Linked DNA regions of Sus scrofa: region 1 is linked to region 2. A link is a contact called in public Hi-C data. All regions are on one chromosome and are shown on one strand. The core of a region is the stretch at or near the end of the contact, and the rest is flanking DNA. Distances in the headings are between cores, read along the strand shown. Region 1 has its middle 24 kb from the start of IL19. Region 2 overlaps MAPKAPK2 (MAP kinase-activated protein kinase 2).

Region 1 (4,698 bases), core at 956-3,455, 80 kb after region 2:
ATTGCCTAATTTTCCAACTAAACTAAGCCCCAAATATGGCACCCTTCCCTAAAAGGCAGTTCCTGGGGGCAAGTTGATTACATTGCACCCCTTCTGTCTTGGAGAGGAGCAAAAATGTTTCCTCACTGGAGGAGATAAGTATCCCAAGTATGTATTTGCTTTCTTGCCCAAGAATCTTCTGCCAGCACCATCTGTGATTACAAAATATGGTGTACTCTACTGTACACAACATTGCTTTTGATGAAGAAAATAATTTCAAAAGAAGGTCAGCAATGGGCTTATGCCCATGGGATCACATCCCACATCCCACATACCCCACCACCCAAAAGCAGCTGGCCTAGCAGATGCAAAAATTACTGCACATATGGCACCAGTTAAGAATTTATACCCTCAGGGAATTCCTGTCGTGGCTCAGTGGTTAGCAAACCCGATTAGCATCCATGAGGATGCAGGTTTGATCCCTGGCCTCGCTCAGCGGGTTAAGGATCTGGCATTTGTTTGAGCTGTGTTGTAGGTTGCCGACACGACCCAGGTCCCACGTTGCTGTGGCCCTGGTGTAGGCCAGTGGTTACAGTTCTGTTTGGGAACCTCTTTATGCTGGGAGTGCGGCCCAAAAAAAAGGTCAAAAAAAAAAAAAAAAAGAAAGAAAGAAAGAAATTACACCCTCAAAGGACAGAGGTCACAGACTATTTTGAATCATAGACAAATACATAGTCCTGGGTTTCCCATAGCCAGACTGCACAGGTCTGGGAATTAAAGGTGGAAGTAGACTGGCTCCTCTCACACTAAATCTCATAGTCTTCCCACAGATTTTTTGCTTCCAATCCCTGGGACTTGGAGCTCTGCTGGTTTGAAGTCTTGATTCCCAAGAAAACTTCTAGCAGGACATGCCCTAATATTGCATTGATTTGGAAGATGAGACTGCCCCCGGCTATGCTGAGTTCTGCATGTTACTGAACCAACCGGCAAAAGAAAGAGTTACCCTGCTGGCTGGGGTGACTGATATGGACTACCATAGGAAAAATGTGTTACTGCCTCTCACTGGGGGCAGGGAGGACTAGATCTGGAATGCAGGGTATTCACTGGGGTGCCTTTGAGTATTTTCAAGTCCAACAATAAAAGTTAATAGAAGATGACCATTTTCCCACCCCCTGCCAAAGCCATAACCAGGGATGATTCAGACCCTTAGGCAAGATAGATTACCTTGCTGTTTAAAAAAAAACTCAACCATCTTAGGGATTGGATGAAGACAAAGGATATATGAAACGGGTAGTAGAAGAAGGAGTTATAATTGACTTGTAAATCTCAATTATGGCCTCATGACCAGTTATGTCCTTGCTTATTATGTGAAAGTGTGTATATATAATTGAGTGCATGAAAGACTTTATTCTTCTCTCTCTTGCTGATCCTTATTATTTTTACATGTTTTGTTGGAAGTTACCTTTCAATCTGGTTTTTGGAATGCATATGTGCAAATGGGATTGTGGCTGAATTTGAAAAATAATGGATGTTGCTCAGAGATGGCTGCAATGGCAGTGGAGATCTTACAGCTCTGAATCTGGGGGAGAAGTCAGCACTGTCTTGGTTTATTTGCAAAAAAGTTGTATTTTGAGGAGGAGACAAAGAATTATTTTGTAGTTATACCACAGTTGAAATTTTTGTAGTTATGGATGCTGACTAGCTAAAGGGGTGGCGTGTGTCAGTTGGTTAACTTATTGTGTCTCGATTCCAACTTTTTTTTTTTTTTTGAATGGGAAAATAACTATTTTGTTTGGGAGAGTGGGCTGGCATCCAGCCTCAGAGCTTCTGGAATCGCTTCTTGGTACCAGCAGCCTTGGTGAACTTGAGCACCAAGGATCCTGGAGCTAGTCTCTGAAAAACCACAATTTTGCCTTTGCAGTTGGCTCTGCTGATAGGGACACTGGATGGAGACTGCAAGGCTGAAGGAGGAACGAGAGGTTTGCTCCCTGCTGTGTAGTTCTTGAGGGTTTCCTGTCTGATTGTGGTTCCTCTGAGTATGACCCCAGCACATTTCTTTATCATAACATAAGCATTTTCTTCTTGTAGCTGCCGCTGAATCCAGTTTGCAGTTTTTGTAACATTTGCAGAATCAGCCTCATCTAGTCTCCTTTGCGGATACCCACAATAGCTAGCCAGTGCCCCTTCCCCAGATGTCTGGGTTCCATACCCCTGAGTCCTCTTCTGAATTCGGAAGTCTAACACTGGCTGAGCAATGCCTCCTACTAAGAGGTCTGAGTTTTGGTTCCTCAGGGCCTCTCTACTAAGTTTCTTTTTAAACAGTTTCAATCTTTTTCCTTTGTTTCCTCAAATCTTAACAGTTTCACCTTCTATGATACTTTCCAGTTCCTTTTAACCCTTTTAGATACTGTGATCCTTAGTTTTATGTATCAACTTGGCGGGTCTATAGAACACAGTTATTTAATGAAATATGAATCTAAGTGTTGCTGTCAGGATATGTTGTAGGCTTGGTGAACATCTATAATCAGCTGATTTTAAGTAGAGGAGATTACCCTCAATGATGTGGGTGGTCGTCTTACAATCAGTTGAAAGACCATAAGAGCAAAAACTGAGGTTTCCTGGAGGAAGAAATTCTGTTTCAAGATTGCAACATTAGCTTTTGCCAGAGAATTTTCAGCCTGTCCACCCCCACCCCCACAGATTTCAGACTTGCTAGCCTGTGTAACTGGGTAAGTCAATTTCTTCCAATAAACCTATTTACATTGTAAATCAACTATACTTAGATGGAATTTAAGAAACTAAGAAAAATTGATTTGCATATTAAAAGATTTTGATTCCATTTCTCTGGGGATTCCTGACTGATACAGTTATCTACATTGTATCTTTAACATTGTATCTATGAATCATGATTAAGCAACATGATTTGGGGGATTAGAATCAGCAAAATGGAAGCAGCATAATCCTGTGTAAAACATAGTCTTAGCAAGAAAATAACACAAAGGCAAGTCATAAACATGTCCTAGAAGCTGTCAGCAAAAGACACAATATGTATAGAAGAACAAAGATAAATTGAACAGATTTCTCATTGGAAACGATGCAAGTGCAAAGACATGGAGCATTATCTTTCAAGTATCTGAAAAGAAATCTGTCAATCTACAATTCTATAACTGGTGAAAATATCTTTTAAAAAATGACTATTTTAGATATACAAAAGTTGAATGGATTCATTGCCAGCAGGCCTGCACTACAACAAATGTTAAAAAAAAAAAAAAATCCTTTAGCCAGAAGAAAAATTATACCAGATGGGAATCTGAAGGCACACAAAGGATTAAAGAGCATGGTACTACATGAATAAATACATCAGATTTTTTTCTTTAAATAATAATCAGCTATTTAAACAAAGAAATACTGTATTTTGGAGTTTATAAAATAAGAATAGGTAAAATACAACAAAAATAGAATGAAGGTTGAGAGGGAGAAAAGGAAGTACACTATTGTAAGATTATATACTTAATGTGAAGTAGTATAATATGATTTGGACATAGACTGTGATAAGTGAAATATGTCTACTAAACCCCCCCCAAGGCAACCACTAAAACAACAAAAAGGAGTTATATGTAAGCCAACAAAGGAGATAAAATGGAACAACAACAACAACAAATATAATAACCTCAATGAATTAAAAAGTAATCAGGAAGTTCTCACTGTGGCACAACAGGATCAGTAGTATCTCTGCAGTGCCAGGACGCAGGTTCAATCCCCTGCCAGGCACAGTGGGTTAAAGGATCTGGCTTTGGGAGTTCCCGTCATGGCGCAGCAGAAATGAATCCGACTAGGAACCATGAGGTTGTGGGTTTGATCCCTGGCCCCGCTCAGTGGGTTAAGGATCTGGTGTTGCCATGAGCTCTGGTGTAAGTCATAGATGCGGCTCGGATCTGGTGGTGTTGTGGCTGTGGTGTAGGCCAGCAGCTGTAGCTGGGATTTGACCCCTAGCCTGGGAATCTCCATAGGCTGTGAGTGTGGCTCTGAAAAGCAGGGGGTGGGGGTGGGGGTGGGGGAGATCTGGCTTTGCCACAGTTGTGGCATAGATGGCAATGTAGCTCAAATATGATTCCTGGCCCAGGAACTCTATATGCTGAGGGGCAGCCAAAAAAAGAAAAAAAAAAAAAAAAAAAAAAAAAAGCTATCAGAAAAAGAGAGGGGAAAAGCATTAAAAAACAGATGATAGAAATAGGAAAAAATAGAGGGTAGACAGCTGTATCAATAATCATATTAAATACCTAAACACCTTAATTAAAACAGCAGGGCTTGGAGTTCCCATTGTGGCTCAGTGGTAGTAAACCTGATTAGTATCCATGAGGTTATGGGTTCAATCCCTGGCCCCAATGAGTGGGTTAAGAATCTGGCATTGCTGTGACGATGGTGTAGGCCGGCAGCTTGGCTCTGATTGAGCCCTAGCGTGGGAATCTCCACATGCCATGGGTGCAGCCCTAAATTAAAACAAATGAACAAACAAACAAAAAACAGAACTCATCAGATTGCATTAAAAAATAAGGCTGAACTATGTGATGCTCTCTACAAGAAAAACTCTTTAAAGACAAAAATAATTCAAAAGTAAAAGAATACAGAAAATGCTAAAAGATATACCATGTATCACTAGTCAAAAGTAAACTGGAGATTACACCCACACACACCCACACACACACTTTCTGGCCTCAA
Region 2 (4,411 bases), core at 976-3,475:
AGCTGTGACATAGGTCGCACCTGCAGCGTGGGTTCGATTCCTGGCTGGGGAACTTCCACATGTGTAAGTGCAGCCCCATCCCTGCAAAAGAAAAGCCATTGGTACCATCTTCTCATTTTGCAGATGAGGAAATAGGCTGGGGGGCAGTGACGCGTTCAAGGACACGGCTAGTGACTGGCTGGGCAGACGGGAACCCAGGTCTCCTGACTAGTACCCTTTCTGCCCTCCTGTGGGGTCTTAGGATAGATCTAGGAGAGCGGTGGCAGCACGGTGGCCAGGGTCTTTTGACCCAGCCCTGGACCCACCACCAGCCCCATCACCGTCATCCTTGCCCTTGCTCTGTCACCTCTCACCTCTCTTTCGGTCACTGCCCCCAGGAGGAGATGACCAGTGCCTTGGCCACCATGCGGGTCGACTACGAGCAGATCAAAATCAAAAAGATTGAAGACGCGTCCAACCCTCTGCTTCTGAAGAGGCGGAAGAAAGCTCGGGCCCTGGAGGCCGCGGCCCTCGCCCACTGAGCCGCTGAGCCCGTCCTGCCACACTGGAGGACAAGCAATAACTCTTGACCTGGATATATTTTTTAAATGAAGAGACACAGAATTGTCCATTTCCGCCTCCCCTCCTCCTTGGCTGCATGGAGCCCGGACCTCATCGGGGCTGGATTCTGCCTTTGGATCTGGCCGCCTCCTGGAGAAGGAGAGGCTGGGAGGCTGGGAGGGCTTGGTGAGAAGGAGCAAGATGCTCTTGAACCTGTGCTCATTTTGCAATTTTATCAGTAATTTGACTTAGAATTTTTATGAAACTTCTTCTATTGTTCTTGCCCTCACTCCTGCTCCTCTCCCCCAAGCCCCTGCCTCTCTGAATCCTGCAAGGGTTTGGGGTTTGCTCAAGGGGATTTGTGGAAACTGTTAGAGGGGGTGTCCCTGTGTCGTTCCACCTACCCTCTGATTTCCCCACTACAGCCCGAGGACCCCGCTGGCTGAGCCATTCCCAGAGCTGTGGGCCATGGGGGGCCGGGGCCAAGAGGGCCCCCTGCCTCCTCTGCTGAGCCCACCAACATCCCCCCTGTGTGCCAGACGGATAGGAGTGAGTGTGGTCGTGTGTGTGCGTGTGCGTGTGCCCGTGCACGTGTGCCTGGATCAGTACCTGGGCCTGGGCATTTGAGGGGTCAGGGCAGGCAGGGCTGCTGAGGGGGGGTCTCTGCCGTGGCTCAGGAACCTTCTCCCCCCTCGGCCTGCCCTGCCCGTGCTGGGCCTGCCAAAGTGCCTGGGAAGCCTGTCCAGGTTCTGAGCCAGGCCGTCCGTGCCTGCCTCTGTGAGCTGGTTCTGGGAGGTGGAGAGGAGTGACTTAGCCTTGGACTATGGACTGGAGCCCCGCCCCAGGACCCCCACTCCCCACGCAGGGCTGGTCCTGACCCTCCGAGGCACTCATCTACCAAGTTCCCTCTCTACTTCCCCTTCCTGCCATTATTAACCCGTTGTTCTTGTTTATTTTCTTACGGTTTGAGCTACTTCTCAACAGGCTCCCTCAGGGGGGTGAGCCTGAGTGGTTTATGAGTGACATGGCTGCTGCATTTCATGTGCCTCCTGGGGGCACTGGCCAGCGACCCCTTGTGGGCAAAGGCAGCACCACTTCTGTGACCCTCCTGCAAATTTCCATCGTGTGGCCTAGCGGGTGGTGGTGGTGGTGGAGGGTCTTTGCACCAAAGATGTCCTGACTCTGCTCCTTCCCCGTCAGCCACTTCACCCCCACCCCAAACAACTCAGCAGCATGTGTCCCGGCCAGTGAGGGGGGTGGGGTGAGGTGGGGAGGGGAAGGCCCTCCCCCAGTGTTAGCTTGGAGCAAGGCCGGGAAAGGGCCTCGGCCAAGGTCCCTTGGGGCAGGGCTGGCAGTCATACTTCAGCTTTCATCTCCCTCAGGGGCAGAGTTGAGGGGGGGTCTTCTCCGGGCCTGGGAGGAGGGCTCCAGGGCCTGCAACACCTCCCCGTCTCTGATGGTGTGTCCAGCACTCAGATTGTTGTAAACTCTTGTTGTTTTGTATGAGCAAAATTGTCTTTACTAAACAGATTTAATAGTTGGAAGGTTTCCTTCTTCTTCCTTCATGGGGCTCAGACCTTGACCCCTATCTCTTCCCACATGTGCAGAGTGGGCCTGCGGGTTGGGAGGGCAGAGCCCGGGTGCCCTGGGAGAGGAGAGGAGAGGAGAGCCTTCTGGGTGAAAGGGAGCCAGCGCCCGCCCTGCCAAGGACCTGGTCTGGACGTGTCTGCTGTGGGGATCTGAGGAGCAGGGCTGGTGCCAACCACGGCTGGGAAACCCGAGTCTTTTTGCCAAGGACTGAATCAGGAGCCAAGCCACTTCTGAGCCCAGTGCTTTGACCTCTGTAGCCACAGCCAGGCATTGACACCCTCAGCCAAGGGGGTCGCTGGCATGGAGATCCATGAAGTTGGTGAATGGGTTCAAATTCTTGGGAAAGAGTCCAGAGGAGCAGGTTGGTGTAGTTCCCAAAAATTCCAGGAGGGGGCGATAGGGGTCCGGCAGAAACCAAATCCTCTGCATCAGACCTGGAGGAGGCCTCGGGGCTCCTGTGACCCATTCCCCTCAATTCACAGATGAGAAGACTGAGTCCCAGAGCTGGGATATCTGAGGTCACACTGTCAGTCGGGTTGCTGTGGGTCCTGGGGTGGAAATTGGTCTACTGACCCCACTGTTGTCCCTCTCAGTCAGATGGAAACATAGTTGGAGACAATTTCACCTATGTTTCCTCAGATGGTCCTCAGAACTGTCAGGGGAGAAGGGAAGATGGGATTGTCATCCCTGTTTTATGAGTGAGAACCGAGAGGGTGAGGGGGTGTGCTGGGGGCTGCACACCTGATCGGTTTGGACCAGAACTCAGGGACTGAAGACCTGGGCGGGGGTCTCGTCCTTAGACCTGGCCTCCTGCCCATCCTGTCAGTCACCTCTGGGATCACATCTGCCCTGCTCATGCCCAGGACTGAGGCAGGGCATCCCTGGTGGCCCCCACGACAACCCCCCTCCCCCGTAACTCCTGAGTGGGTCGCTGTGAAACTACCCATCACTCTAGAAACTTGCTCAAATGAACCAGCGTGAGGTTTTCAGAGAAATCCAGTCATGTGTCTGTGCTTACGTAGGTATCAGAGGTGCTAAGAACTGGGGGGAGAGAGAATAAGGGGCGCAAGGGGGGAATGGGGTGCCAGGGGAAGGGCTGTTGTCAGAACCCTCCCGTCTTTGGAGGCTGCATTAATTTTCTGTGGTTGCTGCAATACATTTTGTAGCTTAAAACAGTGCAGGAGTTCCCATCATGGCTCAGTGGAAGCGAATCAGTTTCTCCTCACTTAGCGGGTTAAGGATCCAGTGTTGCTGTGAGCTGTGGTGCCTGGATCTGGTGTTGCTGTGGCTGTGGTGTAGGCCGGCGGCTACAGCTCTCATTGGATCCCTAGCCTGGAACCTTCATATGCCACCAGTGGTGGGGCCCAAAAAGACAAAAAAAAAAAAAAAAAAAAAAAAATTGTACATTAAAACAGCACAGATCTAATATAGTTCTGAGGCCAGAAGTCTGATGTGGTTCCCTGGTCTAAAGTCAAGGTCTCAGCAGAGCTGCATTCCTTTTTGGAGGCTTTAGGAGATTTCGTCACCTTGCGTTTCCAGCTTCTAGAGGTTTCCCCATTCCTTAGCACGTGACCCTCTTCTGCTGTCTTCAAGGCCTGCAATGTGGCAGCTCTCTAACCCTTCCATTGTCACATCTCTGACTGAGGCAGGAGGGAGTCTCCACTTTTGAGGACCTGTGTAAAGATTAGACTATGCCTGCCCAGGGAATCCAGGAGGCCCTTCCCCTTAATCCCACCTGCACAGCCCCTTCACCACGTAGGCAAGGTGTTCACTGGTCCAGGACCGGGATGTGGGCACCTGTGGGGTCCTGCTCTGCCATGGCCTGTTTTGTGCCTTCTCATCCTCTTGCCCCACATGTGAACAGTTCTGTTTTGCTTCCTCCTCTGGCTGGGTCAACCCAGCGCTTCTTTTTTTTTCTCTCTTTCTCTTTTTAGGTTGGCACCCGCGGCAAATGGAGGTTTCCAAGTTAGGAGTCGAATTGGAGCTCTAGCTGCCGGCCTCCGCCATAGCCATGGCAACACCAGATGCGAGTCACGCCTGCAGTCTACACCACAGCTTACGGCAGCGCCGGATGCTTTAACCCCTGATCGAGGCCAGGGATCGAACCTATGTCCTCATGGATGCTAGTCGGGTTCGTTAGCCGCTGACCCATGAGGGAACTCCAGCCCAGCTCTTGGTACTGGGTCTGACACTCAGGGAAGATGGCTGGGGTGCAGGGCAGGAGGGGCCTGGCTTGGCGAGTGGGGTTTTGCCGCCTGTGCCTTTCCTCTCTCTCCAATCT

What was found. A called contact is a pair of places that touch in the nucleus more often than the background predicts.
Region 1: a Hi-C map of alveolar macrophages shows a contact between it and region 2, with 4 times the contacts expected there. The contact joins two enhancer-like sites. A contact is called at or near these places in 1 of 5 promoter capture datasets (liver), 32 of 47 Hi-C or Micro-C datasets (adipocytes, alveolar macrophages, blood and 17 more) and 2 of 2 datasets of contacts at active chromatin or transcription factors (alveolar macrophages and skeletal muscle).

What each region holds. Positions count from the first base shown.
Region 1 is chr9:67,442,671-67,447,368 of Sscrofa11.1, forward strand. No RefSeq gene overlaps it. Among named protein-coding and RNA genes, the nearest start is that of IL19, 24 kb to the right of the region's middle. Within about 2 kb of position 2,206, at least 11 of the 83 cell types and tissues checked have an H3K27ac peak or open chromatin away from gene starts, as enhancers often do. A contact at or near this core is called in alveolar macrophages, where this site is marked.
Region 2 is chr9:67,362,981-67,367,391 of Sscrofa11.1, forward strand. MAPKAPK2 (MAP kinase-activated protein kinase 2) reads left to right here. Exons shown (of 12, transcript XM_003130462.6): 12 at 378-2,080. The coding sequence ends at 521. Among named protein-coding and RNA genes, the nearest start is that of IL10, 40 kb to the right of the region's middle. Within about 2 kb of position 2,226, at least 12 of the 83 cell types and tissues checked have an H3K27ac peak or open chromatin away from gene starts, as enhancers often do. A contact at or near this core is called in alveolar macrophages, where this site is marked.